2 separate regions of the Triticum aestivum genome follow, and region 2 is linked to region 1. A link is a contact called in public Hi-C data. All regions are on one chromosome and are shown on one strand. The core of a region is the stretch at or near the end of the contact, and the rest is flanking DNA. Distances in the headings are between cores, read along the strand shown. Region 1 holds the start of LOC123072619 (6-phosphogluconate dehydrogenase, decarboxylating 1). Region 2 holds the start of LOC123072621 (phosphatidylserine decarboxylase proenzyme 2).

Region 1 (4,290 bases), core at 1,374-3,873:
GTGCGCCATAAGTATGCCAAAGGATACTAGTGGCGCATCAAGACAGAGTGCGCCATTAGTGTGACAAAGCACATGGTTACATATGGCCCCCCGGGAGGCATACTAATGGCGCATGGAGTTACATACTAATGGCGCACTGCCTGGTGCGCCATTAGTATATCAGATACTAATGGCGCACCAGTGGTGCGCCATTAGTAAAAAATACTAGTGGCGTGCTACTAATGGCGCACTGGTAATGCGCCATTAGTAGGCAAAACCAGTGCGCCATTAGTAGGCTTTTTCCTAGTAGTGCATGGGCCTACCGTCTCCATCCAATGCAAGATCACGAGGGATGAGATCCTCGGGCGTGGTGATGGCATACAGTTTATCACCAAAAACACACGATGTCAATGAGGTAGATATATGGAGTTGTCTGTGGCTCCGGCGACCACATGCCCCTTCCCTCATTGGAAGACAATGAGTGGATGCTTCCTGTTTTTGGTGATGACGGCGATGAAGTCGTCGACCGCGGAGCACATGAGGAACTTGCGAATGAGAGACATGTCATCACCAACCATGGCGAAATTTACTCACAGGCTCACAATCCATGGCAACTTCCACTTTAGACCTATTGAAATATATTTTTCAGAACCCAATGGCAAATTTAAGGTATAGTCCATTGGCAAATTAAACTTACAGTCATGACAAACTGACTTTGAAGCCATATCAACATTTCCTCGACAAATCTTTCCAACCTTACTCCCATGACAATTTAATTTTAATCCCATTCCATTTGAATTTTTTTTGCATGCAAAATATAACCTCCCAGCAACGGCATTGTTTTAGAGATCGTTTGCCATGAAATAGAGATTTTTGCTCGCCATGTGAATGAACTATGCTCATGACATTATTAAAAAAATCGTCAATGTGCTATTTTTTTGTTTTTTTTTCTGAATTTGCCATTAGCTATAGGACATAAATTCAAAAATTGCCATCAAACATTTTCTTTTGTCCATAGTCCGCCATTAACCAGAATTTGCTTAATTTCGCCGATAATGGCAAATTGAATTGCTTGACCATGGCAAACAAAAGGTTGGGCCTGGGATGTCCCCGGACGGAATGTTGGCTGGTTATCGGGGTGGTCTTGATTTAGATGTACCGAATTTAATTAATTTAGCATGATATTTTTTAGTTTCATTCATGGCATGATTGCGTAGAGGTGGCATTTTCAGGGTGACGTGGTGCTGAGGCCACCCAACCCTCGCAGGAGCAAGAGCGGACGCAAGGCAGCAGAGGCCAAGTCGGAGCCGCGTCCGACTGTCAGCAGAGCACACGAGACGAGCTGTTTCTCTTCCTCTTTGTTTCCCACTCACCAGATGACGCGTGGGCCCGGTTTGACGGGAGACCGGGCCCACAAATCAGACACCCTCCACCAGGCAATTCCAAACTGTTGAGCAAATGCCCGCTTCGGAGCGAGTTGGCCGGCCCACTACTGGGTTCGCGTGATTACTTGGTTCGCTGCTGTTCGTTTCGTTGTTATTTCTTCTTATTCTTCTTCTTCTTCCTCCGCGTTTTGGTTTTGAACTCTCTTTTTTCCCAATTTCATTTTTCTGTTTTGGTTTCTTTTTTCCTTTTTGGGGTTTGATTCCATTTTTTGCTTGTTATCTTTTGAGTATTATTATACAAAATGTCCAGCGCGTATTACAAAAATATTTATTGTATATTACGAAAAAGTTCATCATGTATGAAAAAATACCGTGTATTAAAACTCTTTTTTATGTGTATTTTAAAAAAAAATTCATCATGTAACACGAAAAGGTTCAACGTGCATTACACAAAATTTTCAGTGTGTGTTACAAAAAGTTGGCTGTATTAAAAAAATGGTCATATCATATTTACGAAAATGTTGACCATATTGTTGAAAAAACTCACCATATATTACAAAAAAACAAGGTCACTATATTATAAAAAAACACTCTCCATGTTATATTATAAACGTTTAAATATTACAGAAAACTGCACGTGAAAATAAAAAAGTAAAAAGAAAATAGAAGCTCAGAAGAAAATGATAATAATAATAATAATGAAAAATCGGTTCACTATAGCCGAATGAAAAGTGCTCCCTCTGCAAACTAATATAATAAGAGCGTTTAGATCATCTACGTTATTTTTCATCGGCGGCGGTTGCTGTTGTGGGGTGCTGGTCCTATGTGGCCTTAGCACGACGACTTCCCGGCTGTCTACTACAACAAGTTGTGCCCGGGTCCGGCGATGGAGGGGCGATGACGGCGGCGCCCTTCGGCTCGCTTCGGTGCTTGTAGTTGTCGCTAGGTGTTCTACGAATTTGGATGTAATTTTTATTTTTGGTATTCGTTGTACTGCCATGATATGATTGAAGATGAATAAATTGGAAGTTTTTCGGAAAAAAAAGATCACTAGTTTATGGAGGGAGCACAGCCGAGTGTGTTTTTGGTAGATACAGTTGCTCTTACAGGGGCCAGCCCATCTGTGCACGCCGTGTGCGTCAGCGCGTCGTCTGTTGGGCGTCTCTCCTCCTCTCCACCAACCCACCCGCGGGGCGGCTCGCGCAGCCCCGGGCCCAGCCGTGGTGGGTCAGCGGCGACGAAGGAACGGGTATTTAAGTTAACCCAAGCAAGAGGAGGGGTAGGTGGTAGGTATCCGCGTCCGCATCGCACCGCACACCAACCAAACACTCGCCTGCCTTCCTTCCTTCCTTGTTCGTTCCTCGACGCACGCACGCAGATCTCATCCATCCAAGCCAAGGCAGGTCAGGTCAGGTCAGGTCTCTCCCCTCCCCCCGAATCTTCTTCCTCCCCCCCCTTGCCCCCCGATCCGATCCCCGTCGCGCCGTCGCCCAGCCCGGCCGTGGCTTCCGGCGGGGCGCTCGCTCGTCGGCCCAAAGAACCTAGGTACCTTTTTTCCTTCTTGGCTGGGTTAGGCAGTGGCTTGATCAGATCCATGGCAGGTAGCTCTAGCTGACTAAGTAACGGGAGGGGGGAGACAGCTAGTTGAATTCGACAGCAGTACGCATGCCTTGCCGGCTGACACACAGACAGGACCACCAGTTCTCCTGCCTGCGCCTCTACTACTGTACCATGTGTTGTTCCTACTACTAGCTCTAGCTCTAGTTGGGGATGCCCTGTTTTCTCTGTTTTTTCTTTATGTAATCTTTTCTCTGTTTTTCCTTTTTTTCCGCATGATAGATAGATGAAGCTCGGACCTAGATATAAGAACCATACACAACTGCGGATGACAAACACTCTCTCCAATTTAATCTGAAATTGCCATCATGATCCTAACAAACACTACTCCTCAAGTAACTGTACATTGTTTTGTTGCACGATTACTGTCTGGTGTAGATTCAATCAAAATATTTAGTAGAGGAGATGCTTGATGGTTGGTAATTGTCTTGTGACTTGTGTGCATGTTGGTGGGCAACAAGCATACGATTTGATTTCTGCCTCTGCTCTACTGTATTAGCCTCATGGGTCATGGCTGATTGAATTCACCCGGACTATAGCTTATTCCTTCACCGTACTACTATCGCTTTCTCAAGTCAACTCAAGCAACAATTCATGTCGCTCGCTCAATCCTCTGAACATTGCATCTATCCTCTGAATATTGCGAAATTGACATTCGTAACCTCGCATTCAGTTATCCACTGCCCATTTTTCTGGATAAGTTTTCTCAAACCTCTATTCGCTCGCTGCAAACATTTACTCAGAGTCTCTGAAGCTTGTTCCTGTGTCCAGTGCATATGCATCATCATTTGGTTTTGGTTTTGGTTTGTATATACAAGCAGGCTTTTAACCTTTCTGGCGAGCGAGACTTGCATAAATAAACTATCTAACTTTGTGTTTGCTGCATCTCTTTTCTTTTCAGGTACGAGATGGCTCTCACCAGAATTGGTCTCGCTGGCCTCGCGGTCATGGGCCAGAACCTTGCCCTCAACATTGCCGAGAAAGGCTTCCCCATCTCTGTCTACAACAGGACAACGTCCAAGGTCGATGAGACTGTTCAGCGTGCCAAGCTAGAAGGAAACCTTCCTCTCTATGGTTTCCATGACCCTGCATCCTTTGTCAACTCCATTCAGAAGCCACGTGTCGTCATCATGCTTGTCAAGGCTGGTGCTCCGGTCGACCAGACCATCGCAACGCTCGCAGCACACCTGGAGCAAGGTGACTGCATCGTTGACGGAGGAAACGAGTGGTATGAGAACACAGAAAGGAGGGAGAAGGCCATGGAGGAGCGTGGACTCCTCTACTTAGGGATGGGTGTCTCCGGAGGAGA
Region 2 (4,431 bases), core at 417-2,916, 140 kb before region 1:
GGGAGGGCTGCCTGCCAGCCGACCCGACGCCAACCAGGGGCGCCACCACGGCGCCACAGGCTGGACGAGGCCGCGCCGCACCGCCCGGAGCAGGGCACCGCCGACCCCAGACGCCACCGGCTCGCCCCGCGCCACTCCGCTCAGACGAGAGCCACGGACGCGCCGTGCCTCGCCAGAGCCACCCCCGCCCGCCGCCGGCACGCGAACCACGCCGGCGAGAGGACCTCCGCGCCAGATCTGGCGTCCCGCGCCGCCAAGAGTCTGGAGAGGAGGGGAGAAACCCCGCCGCCGCCGACCCGTCCGGGCTTAGCCCGACGTCGTCCCTTGGCGGCGGCGAGGGGGAGGGGAGACGGGGCGGGAAGACTGGCGGCGGCACGATTTAGGGTTCCTCCCGGGCCGCTAGCGGGAGCGGCACGGGGGACGGGGTTCCCTGTAATTTCTTTTTCCGTTCATTGTCATAGTTGTATTAACTTGGAAGCTGCCTCCATCCCACACCACTCTTGGCCGGCTTCGCGGCGCCTCTATGCACTTCCTTTGGCCAAACTTCTTTCGCCCCATCCATCCACCTGAACCTCCCGACTGTCCGACGCACGCACCGCATCCGTCAACAGCCCGCCTCGCCTTCATCAGTAACGTTGCCGCCGGTAACGTCGTCCCCATCGTTAGCTCGGTGCAAGATCTGCATAGAATCGACAGGTACTGAATTCTTTTTGATTTAGCAATTGCGATGAACAATGAATATTCCGTTCATTTGACTGATGTAACAGCAAGAAGTACTACTACCTCCGCCCCATAATTTCAGACGTTTTGCGGTTCAATTTGAAATGGAAAACCTCTTATATATTATGAGACGGAGGGAGTAAGAGCAGACCCATTTCATCATTTTGGGTCATCTGAACACAAAAATTGATCCAACGGGGCGACCCAAACAGACACAACGGACATAAAGCGGATGTTTTCTGTGTCATCTCTATCCGCTTCTGTCCGCTGCATGTGCCCGCTTGGCCCACTTGCCATCCACCAACCCATCCCATCCCATCTCTCTCCTCCTTTTCCTCTCTCTCCCACCCACCCAGCCGTGCCCGCTCCCCCGCGCACAGCACCAACGAAGGACGGGCAGTCTCGCCCTCCTTCGGCGCCCGTGCCCGCACAACAGCAGCAGAGGACGAACGAGCTCGTCCTCCTCCGACGCCGCTGCTCCGCCGTGGTGGGCTCGTGCTCCTCCGGCGCTCGTGCTTCGTTGTGGCGGGCTCGTCCTCCTCCCTGCCTGCTACGTGTTTGATGAAATGCCAAGGCGGATATGACAAAAAATGCGTCTGTCCCCGTTGGACGCATCGTCCGGTCCATTTAAAAAAATGGACATGGACGAGCAGAGAGGTGACCCAAACGGACGAAAAGCAGACAAAATCGATCTCCGTTTGGGTCACCACGTTGAAGTTCCTCTAATAATTTGCGTCCTCAGAGCAGCGGCTGGACTGTACACCGGGGACACACGTCGGCTGGCGGTCCTGCCTGTGACTTCCACTCGTTGAAGCCGGCCCGCCCGCACACGTCTGCTCACCTGGCCGACACGCGGACCCCACCCACCCACCTCCCTCCCCACCGCGTCGAAAGCGCCGCGCCTTTTTGCCTGCCTGCCTGCCTGGGCCGGCCGCCGTCAATTCCAACTCCCTCTGGCTCCCACTACTGCTGCTCCAGGCGGACCAGGCCGCCGAACCAACTCCGCCCCTCCCCCCCACGCCCCACGCCCCGCCGCTGAAGGATGGGCCACGCCCAATCGACCTCCCGCCACAATGGCCGCGCCGGCGCCGCCAACGGCGTCGAGCCGCCGCTGCCGTCCCGCTTCTCCCGGTTCCGCAGCCGCCTGCGCCTTCGCCGCCACCGCGGCCGTGACCGCTGCGGCGCCGCGGGGGACTCCAGCGAGTCGGGGAAGGGCGTCGCCGCCGACGAGTTCGCCGGCATCGCGCGCATCCGGATAGTCAAGGTACGCGCGCTCCCCTCCCCTCCCCTCCTCTCTCCGCCGACGCCGGCCCCGACGGGTGGTTCGCGTGCGGGCGGGAGTGGAACCGCTGATTGGCGGTTGCGCTTCAATTTTGCGTTGCTTGATGATTCTGGCTGGGGCATGGCGCAGGCGGACCTGCGGTTCAAGGACAAGTTCTTCGCCTGCCTCTCGCTCGGGGAGCGCACCTACCGCACCGAGACCTCCGACAGGTTCGGCACCATGTTTTCCACAGTATTGATTAATTTTTGGCCATGCTTGTCCGGATCCGAACCCGTCCATGCTTCCATTAAACCTGCACGCTGTTCGTGGTTCGTGAATCGACGTGCCTAGCAATGTTTTACTGTCTGCCACACGTTCCAGCGCAAGCGGATAAGCTCCCTGTCTTCTTATGACAGTGAGTGCTAGTACTAGAATCAAGACAATGCTCCTGGGATCGGAATCTGTTCTGCGACAGGCGAAACCCCCCAACTTATTTTCGTTGCAGCAGGACCCCTTTTTCTGAATTTTCTTTCACAAGTGTCTGAGTTCAGAAGATCTATGACAGTGAAATACAAAAAAATAAAATAAAAAAAATCGACAGGCAAAAACCCCAACCTATTTTCGTGTTTGCAGCGGGCCATTTCCTGGATTTTCTCTTGATCACAAGTGTCTGAAATCAGATGATCTATGGCAACAAAATATGAAAATTCTCAACCGTTGCACCATGTGAATCTGCGTGATCTTGAATTTCTCCTGTTTCGAAATATACCCTGTGTATGCTGTATGATACAACAGCTAGCACCTTCTCATTTTATTCCCTGTTTTGCTTACTTGTTGTTGCTGATGTTTTTCAACTACAGACACTGTTTCAGTACCCTGTTCCCCCCTCTTGCTCTACACTTTTCATGGTTCGTGAATCGATGTGCCTAGCAAGTGTTACTATCAATTTACCACATGTTCCGGAGCAAGCAGACAAGTTCCCGGTCTTCCTATGATAGCGAGTGCTAGTAGTACTGTAGTAGTACAAGACTGGTGAATCAGGATAATGCTCTGGAATAAGAATCTGTTCTGTGACAGGCAGAAACCCCACCGCATTTCGGTCGCAGCTAGCTTTTCGCGAATACTCTTTTCATCACAAGTGTCTGAATTCAGAAAATCTATGACAGCGAAATATGAAAAATGCTGAACTGCCGCACCTTGTTGAATCTGCCTTCATTTATTGTTTTTCTTCTGTTTTAAAATATACAGCGTTTACGCTTGTATGACACACATCTAACACCCTTTCCCCTCTTTTTCTTACTTGTCGTTGCTCATGTTTTTGAACTACAAACACTGTCTGCAGCACTCACAGGCCTGTATGGAATTCAGTGAGTAATCTGTCTTTTTTGTTGCTCTTTATCCAGTAATATCATGGTTTCCTTTATTAACTATGTAGCTGTGTAGATTTACATATATTTTCTGTGAATATGCAGGAAAAGAAGGTTGTAATAGAAACAAATGGACCTCATATTGCACGAATATCTGTTTTTGAGGTATGCTGCTAACTGCGTTAATTTCCACTGTGAGCAGTCCACACGTGTATGCTTCAGCATAAGCAAATTACTGATTGGAAGCTTTTGAAGAATTTTTTTTAACCGTAAATCGAGGCAACAGTTCAATCCAATGACATTATGTTTTTTGGCCAACTTTGCAGACTAACCGGTTCTCCAAGAATACCTTGGTTGGTTACTGTGAAGTTGATCTCTTTGACTTGCTCACTAAGGTAACACTTATGTTTTTGCCGTCTCAGTCTTTAGTTATAGTATATCTCTGGTTTGATTGTCCTCATGTACCTATGAAGAAACACACTTCCTCTTTTTCTTAATTCATGAGAAGACTGTGATAGCATTTTATTAAAGATTCAAGAGAGTGACACTGTGTTGAATATCTTGATCCAACTGTGTATATGTATACTTTATTTCCATATCGTGTCTACCTACTTCCTAGATCTAGGCTGGAACTTTCTAGTACTTATGCACAACAGATCTTAATGTACCATAATGCATAAATTGGTAATGTGTACAACTTTCTGGAGGTATTTTAAGTTTTGACATTTTGAATATTATCGACTAACATTTTAGCTAGCAGGACTTGGAGGAGGAACACGCTGAGGACCTTGCTTTGTTGGACCCATCATCGTCCATTACCACCATGGGAACCATATCCGTATCCTGCTACATTGAAGTAACTGCTCTTTCTGTTTCCTGTGTATTGTTATTAGCACTCACAGAGAAATTTCCAGGTTTCAAGTACTGAATCTTGTAGTTCTGTTGCAGGATCCTGTTGAAACAGAACAAAGCTTTGCACGCCGGGTCTTAGCTATAGTGGTATGCTTTCAGTCTTGGTTAATCATATTCTCTTTTCATATATGATTGATACTTGATTATCTTGTCGCTTGAACAATGGAGCAC

Evidence for each region. Hi-C and Micro-C count contacts between places; a contact is called where the count stands out from the background.
Region 2: a Hi-C map of leaf shows a contact between it and region 1, with 2.6 times the contacts expected there. The contact joins the promoter of LOC123072621 here to the promoter of LOC123072619 in region 1. A contact is called at or near these places in 2 of 5 Hi-C or Micro-C datasets (both in leaf).

What each region holds. Positions count from the first base shown.
Region 1 is chr3B:815,686,814-815,691,103 of IWGSC CS RefSeq v2.1, reverse strand. LOC123072619 (6-phosphogluconate dehydrogenase, decarboxylating 1) reads left to right here and starts at 2,623. Exons shown (of 2, transcript XM_044496209.1): 1 at 2,623-2,777; 2 at 3,883-4,290. The coding sequence starts at 3,890.
Region 2 is chr3B:815,829,440-815,833,870 of IWGSC CS RefSeq v2.1, reverse strand. It overlaps LOC123072621 (phosphatidylserine decarboxylase proenzyme 2), which reads left to right and starts at 1,666. Exons shown (of 21, transcript XM_044496213.1): 1 at 1,666-1,984; 2 at 2,132-2,211; 3 at 3,324-3,348; 4 at 3,454-3,513; 5 at 3,675-3,743; 6 at 4,109-4,204; 7 at 4,297-4,347. The coding sequence starts at 1,763.